2 separate regions of the Mus musculus genome follow, and region 1 is linked to region 2. Evidence: chromatin contacts called from public ChIA-PET data. All regions are on one chromosome and are shown on one strand. Each heading gives the region's core, a stretch centred on a gene start, on an enhancer-like site or on the middle of the called end of the contact. The rest is flanking DNA. Distances are from core to core; before and after follow the strand shown. Region 1 overlaps Capzb (capping protein (actin filament) muscle Z-line, beta). Region 2 has its middle 4.5 kb from the start of Gm33011.

What was found. ChIA-PET counts read pairs in DNA pulled down with a chosen protein or histone mark.
Region 1: a contact with region 2 is called in an RNA polymerase II ChIA-PET map of memory CD8 T cells, with 21 read pairs. The contact joins two enhancer-like sites. A contact is called at or near these places in 2 of 39 promoter capture datasets (both in liver), 3 of 115 datasets of contacts at active chromatin or transcription factors (embryonic stem cells, memory CD8 T cells and pancreatic cancer cells) and 1 of 9 other capture datasets (pancreatic islet).

The regions. Positions count from the first base shown.
Region 1 is chr4:139,206,338-139,210,570 of GRCm38.p6, forward strand. All of the region lies in intron 1 of Capzb (capping protein (actin filament) muscle Z-line, beta), which reads left to right. Among named protein-coding and RNA genes, the nearest start is that of Capzb, 16 kb to the left of the region's middle. Within about 2 kb of position 2,109, at least 131 of the 459 cell types and tissues checked have an H3K27ac peak or open chromatin away from gene starts, as enhancers often do. A contact at or near this core is called in memory CD8 T cells, where this site is marked.
Region 2 is chr4:138,941,194-138,944,974 of GRCm38.p6, forward strand. No RefSeq gene overlaps it. Among named protein-coding and RNA genes, the nearest start is that of Gm33011, 4.5 kb to the left of the region's middle. Within about 2 kb of position 2,463, at least 99 of the 459 cell types and tissues checked have an H3K27ac peak or open chromatin away from gene starts, as enhancers often do. A contact at or near this core is called in memory CD8 T cells, where this site is marked.

The DNA of each region.
Region 1 (4,233 bases), core at 859-3,358, 260 kb after region 2:
GGGGGCCCACAGTGTTGGGGAGCAGAGAGCGGGCAGGATGCATCTTTATTCACACAGGAAGCAGAATGTGAACAACCAGTCAGGAGAGCTATAAACTGTCAAAGCTGGCCCCACAGTGACATGCCTTCTCCAGCAAGGCTGCACCTTCTTAGAGTTTCACAGCCTCCCCAGACAGTACCGCCAGCCAGGGACCAAGTGTTCAGTACATGAGCCTGTGGGGGCTACTTCTCATTCAGATCACCGCAGGTGGGGAGGTGGGTGGTTCAGTACCCAACCCTCTTGGATACCAAAGGACCAACTGTACTGATTTTGGAGAGTTAAAAATAAGTCTCAAAGCAACTGTGGTGGTGCCTGGAGCTAACCCTGGCACCCAGTAGATTAAGCAGCGGAGCAGTAGGGGTTCAAGACCATCCTTAGCTACATGGTGAGTAGCTTGGGCTTCATGAGCCCCAACGTGGAAACAAAAAAAAAACAAAGCTACATGTGGTGGCACCACCTGTAATCGCAGCACCAGCCAGGGCCACATAGCCAGACCTTGTCTGTACCGAGTGCCCAATAAGAATGTTACCAGCTTCTCCTCATTGTAAGACTCTGTTCACAGCATGTGTCTGGAAGCCTGGCTTATGCACATCTTCCAGGGGGGATAGTTACAGTGCAGCTTTAAAAATAGGATTGGAACCCACGTGTGATAATGCATGCTTTATCTAGTCTCAGCCCTTGGAGGCAGCAACCCCAGGTTTGAGGCTAGCCTGGTCTACGTAGCAAGACCCTGACTCAAATAAGATTTAAAGATTTTTCCATGTGTTTTGTTTAAAGTTTTTTTGTTTGTTTGTTTTGTTTTGTTTTACAAATTTATGTCATATGGGCTGGGCATAGCACACATGTAGAGATGTAATGAGATGGAGGACAGCTGGCAAGAGTCAGTCATGTGCCCCCACCCCCAACACACACATACACACACACACTCTCTCTCTCTCTCTCTCTCTCTCTCTCTCTCTCAATTGAGTCCAGAGGTCATGGCCCTTAGGATATCAGGCTTGGTGGCAAGCGTCTTTACCTGCTGAGCCATCTCACTGGCCATTGTTTTGTTTGTTTTAAAGGGTCTTTTTTTTTTTTTTAACCTGCAGGATTTCTTTTTATTTATCTTGAATGTCTAGGGTCTCAGTGTACAAAAGTGCACCACCTGCATGCAGGTACCGTTGGAGGTCAGAAGAGGGCATCGGGCCCCTGCAAGGCAGCAAGTGCCCTTAACAAGAGAGCCATCGCTCCCGCCCAGTTGTTTTGAGACTTGCTTCTGTAGCTCAGGCTGTCCTAGAATTCTTTCTCTCTCAGCCTCCCGAGCATGGGTTGCAGGCCTGAACCCACTGCTCTGCTCTTCCACGCATTTCATCTTGTGTTTGGAGGAGAAGCCTAATCCCCGGAAGTACTGGACGTTTTCCAGTGAGTGAGTGCAGGACCGCTTTCTCCTCGCCTTGAGAGGTGTGTGCTTCCAACTCTGAGCTGGTCTGGCTCCTCTGGGAGTGCTGAGGCCCCGGGTGTCCAGGATGGTTTTAGATGAAGGCTCCATTCTTGATGGGGCAGAGTGGGTGGTTAGGAAGGCTCCTGGTGCTCTGCTGTCCCCTACCCCGTGGATTCAGGCTCCATCCTAGTGTCTGATATGGGTGTGCAAACAGATGTGGGGAGCATAATGAGGGGTGGTTCATGGACCCAAAGTGTGTTTCAAACCAAAAGAGTCCTGGTGATTTGGGCTCTCTGAACCAGGAGGTTTAAGGAGAACTTGTGGTCTCACTGTATGGGAGGTAAAGAAAGCATGTAGCAGGTTAGAAAGGGGCTATGTCATCTGTCACTTAGGCAAGGGGCTGGATGGCCGGCTTCCAGCAAGCTCTGCTGCTCACTGGAGGGGGCCTTCGCCACGGTGCCTTGGGGCCACAGTCAGGGCAATTAGGACTCAGAAATGGTTCCACTGAGTTGGCTGATAAGTGGTGTTGGGCGTTTGGGTCTGAGCATGTTTAAGGTGTGAAGATCATTGCTAGCTAAGTTTGGGGAAGGGAGGGGGCAGGGCATGTCTGTCCAGTGTCCTGTTACTCTGGCAGGGTGAAAGGCTCAGCCCCTCTGTGGTTTCTCATTTCTCGTTTTGGTTTTGCTTTAGCCTGCTGCTGGAGCACACTAAATGTGTTAGGGATGTGTTTTTCTGCTTGGCCAGCCTCCAGTTCGATACTTTCTGGGCTTGTGTGCCCTTTTATCACCATCTAATGTCTTTCTTTAAATCTGCTTTCCCTTCTTCCTAAACCAGACTCATCCATAAAAGGGCCAGTATGATGCTGCCCCTGTTAGATTTACTGTACAGAAGAAAAGCAGTGCCAGGCAAGGCCACTTACTCACCATTCCTACCATGACACTCCCTCAGGCCCCGTCTTCTGGATAGTATCCCCAGAAACAGTCAGGTAACAAGGGCACTGTGCGAGGACCCTGAAGTCCACATGTGCCACATGTGAGGTCGAAGCATCCCCCTCTATGCCACATCTCATTCTGCATCTTGGAGATAAGAGCACTGGAGTCCCTCCAGGCTCCAGAGTTGCAAGATGTCATTCATTTAGTGGGTCCCTCTGGTCACCTTGTTTCCTTGGAGGGCACTCTGGTGGTGAGGGAGCACGGGACTCTGACCTCTGTATGCAGTGAGCTTATTTGCTCAGAAAGGAAGTAGGAACTCAGGCTGTGTGTGTGCACTCTTACTCCCACATGGCTCTCAGTGATCCCCTTCAGGAAGCCTGCAGCTGGTGGGGTGAAGCTGAGGGAGTCAAGACCCACCTCTAGGCCCCTTCCTCCTTCCCACTGGGGCCCAGGAGCACAGATCTGTCTTCATATCTGATGTTTTCCTCCACACATCCCCAGGTCTGAATGGGTGTGGCTAGTGTTTTCTCTGCCTTAGCAACAAGCTGTTCTTGACTGTGTGAGCCTTGGCTCTCAAGCCATGCTGTCTGAATTTAAATCCTGCCCCTTTTCTTTTGAGTTTTGCATCTTTGGGCTCAGTGCCCTGGACCGCTTCCTCCCCATTACAGCCAGTCAGATGAGATGAAGCAGGGAATGCCTGTGTTTTACCTAGCATGTAGTCAGGCCTACAGTGTCAGTAATGAGGGAGCATGGGTCACATTACTGAGACATAGTAAGTGCTCAGTAAATGGTATCTGCTCTTCCCTGTGGTGATGGCTTGAGGTTCCCGGACAGGGAGAGCTGAATTCCAGGAGCAGAGGAAGTCGGTGTTTTGTTTTCCTCACATTTGGCTCTGGTTGGATCCAGAAGTGGCTTCTACCTCACAAGCAGTTCAGAAACACAACAGGAAACTAGCTTGGACCATACTGTCCTGCTGTATGTGTGTGCTGTGCACACCGCCCTGCTGTGTGTGTGTGTGTGTGTGTGTGTGTGTGTGTGTGTGTGCTGTGCATACCGCCCTGCTGTGTGTATGTGTGTGCTGTGCACACTGCCCTGCTGTGTGTGTGTGTGCTGTGCATACCACCCTGCTGTGTGTGTGTGTGTGTGTGCTATGTACACCACTCTGCTGTATGTGTGTGTGTGCTGTGCATACCGCCCTGCTGTGTGTGTGTGCTGTGCATATCGCCCTGCTGTGTGTGTGTGCTGTGCATACCGCCCTGCTGTGTGTGTGTGTGTGTGTGTGTGTGTGTGTGTGTGCTGTGCATACCGCCCTGCTGTGTGTGTGTGTGTGTGTGTGTGTGCTGTGCACACTGCCCTGCTGTGTGTGTGTGCTGTGCATACCACCCTGCTGTGTGTGTGTGTGTGTGTGCTATGTACACCACTCTGCTGTATGTGTGTGTGTGCTGTGCATACCGCCCTGCTGTGTGTGTGTGCTGTGCATACCGCCCTGCTGTGTGTGTGTGCTGTGCATACCGCCCTGCTGTGTGTGTGTGTGCTGTGCACACTGCCCTGCTGTATGTGTGTGTGCTGTGCATACCGCCCTGCTTTATGTGTGTGCTCTGCAGTTCCGGGCACACCATTCTAGTCGGTTTGGGCTGCTGTAGCAAAATCCCTTAGACTGGATAACTCATAAACAACAGAAGCCTCCTCTCAGTTCTGGAGGCTGGGAAGTCCAGAAGCAAGATTTGTTATTCTGGCCACAGAAAAAGCTCTTGCCACTGCTGCTGCCGCTGCCAGACAGGAGAGAAGGGTCTCCTTTTAGCTTTCAGCATCTCAGGAGCTGCCCTCAAACTCAAGATACAG
Region 2 (3,781 bases), core at 1,213-3,712:
CTGAATGTCCCTCCTGAACTTCAGATTCTACATCTAAAATTCAGGCAGTATTGGGTATTTTTCTGTAGCTGTGACACTACAATACACCATGACCAGAAGCAGCTTACAGAAGAAAAGGTTCATTTTGGGCTTTTGGTTCCAAAGAGATGGATCCTCTACAGCTGGAAGCCCGCACACACGGCATGCACGGTGGCAGAGCAAGAAACTGAGCAGTCACATCTTCAACCGCACTCATGAAACAGAGAGAGAGAGAGAGAGAGAGAGAGAGAGAGAGAGAGAGAGAGAGAGAGAGAGAGAGAGCGCAAACTGGAAATAGGATGAGGCTCTGAGCTCTCAAAGCCCCCAGCTGGTGACACGCTTTCTCCAGCAAGGCTGCACCTCATAACCTCCCATCCCCCAACAGCACTGCCAACCGGGACCAAATGTTCAAACAATTGAGCCCATGGCAGGAATAGGGAAACACTTCTCATTCAAACCACCACAGGCAGTTTTCCTGCGCACACAAGAGCAGGTGAGGCCCCATCTGAGACTGCCTTGCCCACCGTAGCTGTAACAGTAGGAAGTAGCTGTAACTTCCTAGCTGGCAGTAGGAAGCGCCCATAGCAGGTGAAACCATATAAACAGGGTGAAAACAGGCTCGAAAGGACACTGACCAGATATCCTTATGTGCATAGGGTACAAGGCTGACGGAGGAATGAGGATTAAAGCAAGCAGATTTTTGGAGACTCCTGAAACCATACATACAGTGGCTTCAGATTCCTGGCCACGGTATTTTATTTTATAGGTAGAAAAGCAGGCTAAAACACTGCCCTGTGACACCCAAGCAAGGCCTCCTGGACCCATGCAGGGATCAAGTTTCTCCGTCCCTCCCCCCACCTCCCCAGGCTTCAGCAAACAAGACAACACCTGCCTTCTCTTTGCTGCCAAAATGCAGTGTGAGACTCTTATGAACTATTAAACGGAATCCACCCATACAGATCAAATTCAAGGCAACAGGATGGAGACATTCTGCGGCTCAAAGTTAGTGTTTATGTAGTGGGTGTGTGCCGAGCTCCCTCACCATCAGACAGAAAATGTTCCGTCTCAGTCGTGAGCCCCACCTCCCTGGCTTCTGGAAAATTCCACCTTGGCCATGTTTTTTAGGCCCTCCTTTTTTCAGGGTTGTGCAAATGTCCTGAGGGAACTTGGGCCATCTGGAAGATTCAGGGAGGGGCCCTTCGGTCGTCAGCTAGAATCTGGTCAGGTCTGCCATCCTAGACTTATCTTCAAGGTGGCATCTCTGCTGCCTTGGAGCCAAACCCAGGCCAGGGGTCTCTGTGGTGGGACACCAGAGCCTCCCTGCACAGCCAGTGACTGACGATTCTCAGCAAAGTGTCTGCTGTCCTCATGTCCCAGCTCCCAAACAGCATCTCTGTCCTGTGCCTCCATGCATCCTGGGAAACTCTGTCAAAATCCTTCTCTTAGCCAGGTAGGTAGAGAGCCCTGGAATCCCACTGTTAGGCTGAGACAGGGACAAAGATCAGCCTGGCCAGGGTCGGAAAGACCCAAACTCCTGCTTGCTACAGCCCTTTACCCAGATGGCACCAAGTCCTGGTGGTACCAGCCCCCTTCCTGAAAGAATTCCATGTGCTCAAACCAGTACTGTATATGGAGAAAAACCAGTTCTTCGCCTGATTTGCCTGGGACTATAAGAACCTAGCAAGCAGCTTGGGTCCCGAGCTCTTCTCTACCCCCAGCCCTGGGAAGGGTGAACCTCGCCTGAAAGCTTGCCAATAAAGCTGAGCTTGTTTTAAGCTGCCAGCTCCGTGTGATCTGCATCCCTTGGCTTCTCACCCAGCACTTGGGTTGTGGAAGCAGGAGGATCAGGAGTTCACAGCCATCCTGGAACACAGAGACATAGGGGCTAGCCTGGGCTACAGGACGTTTTGACTTCCTTCTCACTCACATCTTCCTGCTGTTGATTCTGGGAGCTCTTAGAGTCCCACACAATCCAAATCTAACCCCAATTCTAGACATTGGTAGGGGACTTGTGATTAAAGAAGGCCTGGAAATATGTCCCCCTCCTGGCGCCCTTCTTAGCATCAAAATATAAATGAATAACACAGTGAACTATCACATGTGCACAGTAACGTGTGTGTGTGTCGTGCCTCCTCCTCACACTGTGGGTGAGTCAAGGATGCGTTCTAGCCAGGGTGGAGACTTGAACCTGAAGAAGAAAAGCATGAATCTCTGTCCTGTCCAGGTGACCGTGAGTGGCCTCCGTAGCACCTCTCTCAAACTTCCTGACAACTCCCACTGAAGAGCAGAAGTGCTTGAGAAAATGTCATGTGAATTTATTGATTTGTTATTAAATAAATAATATTTCAGAGAGCTCTATTTGTTCTTTGTGATGTGTCCTTCCCCACCCCCACCCCCACCCCACCTCCTTTAGAGCATACAGAACTAAGGTCTTCGAGCATAAGAACTTAGCAATCTGCTAAGGGCAATGTTCTAGTCAGCTTTTTTGCTGCTAAAATAAAACACCATAACCAAAAGCAACTTAAGAAGGAGGGTTTTCTTGCTCGCTCGCTCGCTTGCTTGCTTGTTTTGTTTAGGATGGTTCCTACAGAAAACAGAGCGAACTGAAAGTGAGGGGAGGGGATAAACTCAAAGCCCGCCCCCACTGACACACGCCCAGCAAGACTCCGCCTCCTAAGGGTTCTATAACCTCCCAGACAGCGCCACCAACAGGCGGTCCAATTGTTTAAAGACGAAAGTGTTCAGAGGCCTTTCCACAGAAGGCAGGAAGCTGACAGTGTCAGCCCTTGCTGAAGCTCTGTCCTAGGTCCCAACACGCACAGGACAAGGGTGTCCTCAGTTGCCAGCTCCGTCCAGTTTTTGACGGCTTCTGGGTGTGAAGCCCTCTCGATAAAGACCTCCTCTGCATACAGCTACCGATGAAAGGACCACCTTCCAGCCACCACCCCTTCACCCACGGTCTTTCTCATATTTAGATCTAAGAAATTCTGCCTCTGTTCCCTCTCTTTTGCATTCACAGCTATTTAAAGAGCACAAGGTCTCTGTTGACCGACAAAGCGACATCTCAGGCTACTCTTTTGCTGCAACACGGGTCTAGGATTACAAACCAGAACTTCACTCGGTGGAGAGCAGGGTGGCTCAGTGAAGTTGTTTCTTGTTTCTTGTTTGTTTGCTTGCTTGCTTGCTTTTGTTTTTTAAATTTTGGAAATGAAACCGAGTGTCTTACACTTTCAAGGCAAGTCCTCCGCCTCTGGGCTGCCCTCCCTAGCCCTGACTGCTTTTTGTCATGAATGAGTTTTGGAAGGGGAATGAAAGTTCTCACAACTGGGAAGAGCTCAGAGGAAGGATATGAGAGAGGGCGTTCCCAGGAGAGCACAGCGACCCTGCTCACCAAAGCCAGCGGAGCTCCGCCATCAATGTGGCTTCCGATCCAGGCTACCTACCACTGCCCATGTGGGTGTTGCCAGGTGGGGGGGGGGGAGCTCAGAACTTCATCCACTCAGGGCAAGCACTGAGTTGACTGAGCTCCACCTGCATTAAACAGTACGGTGGGTAAGAGGGCTTGCTGCCCTTCCAGATGATCAAGGTTCTGTTCCCAGCATCCACTTGGGCAACTCCCAACCACATATAACTCCAGGTTCAGGGGAGCTGACATTGTCTTCTGGTTTCTGAGGGCATTGTGCTCATGTGACATACTCATGCACACACACACACACACACACACACACACACACACACACACACACACAAATAAAATAAAATC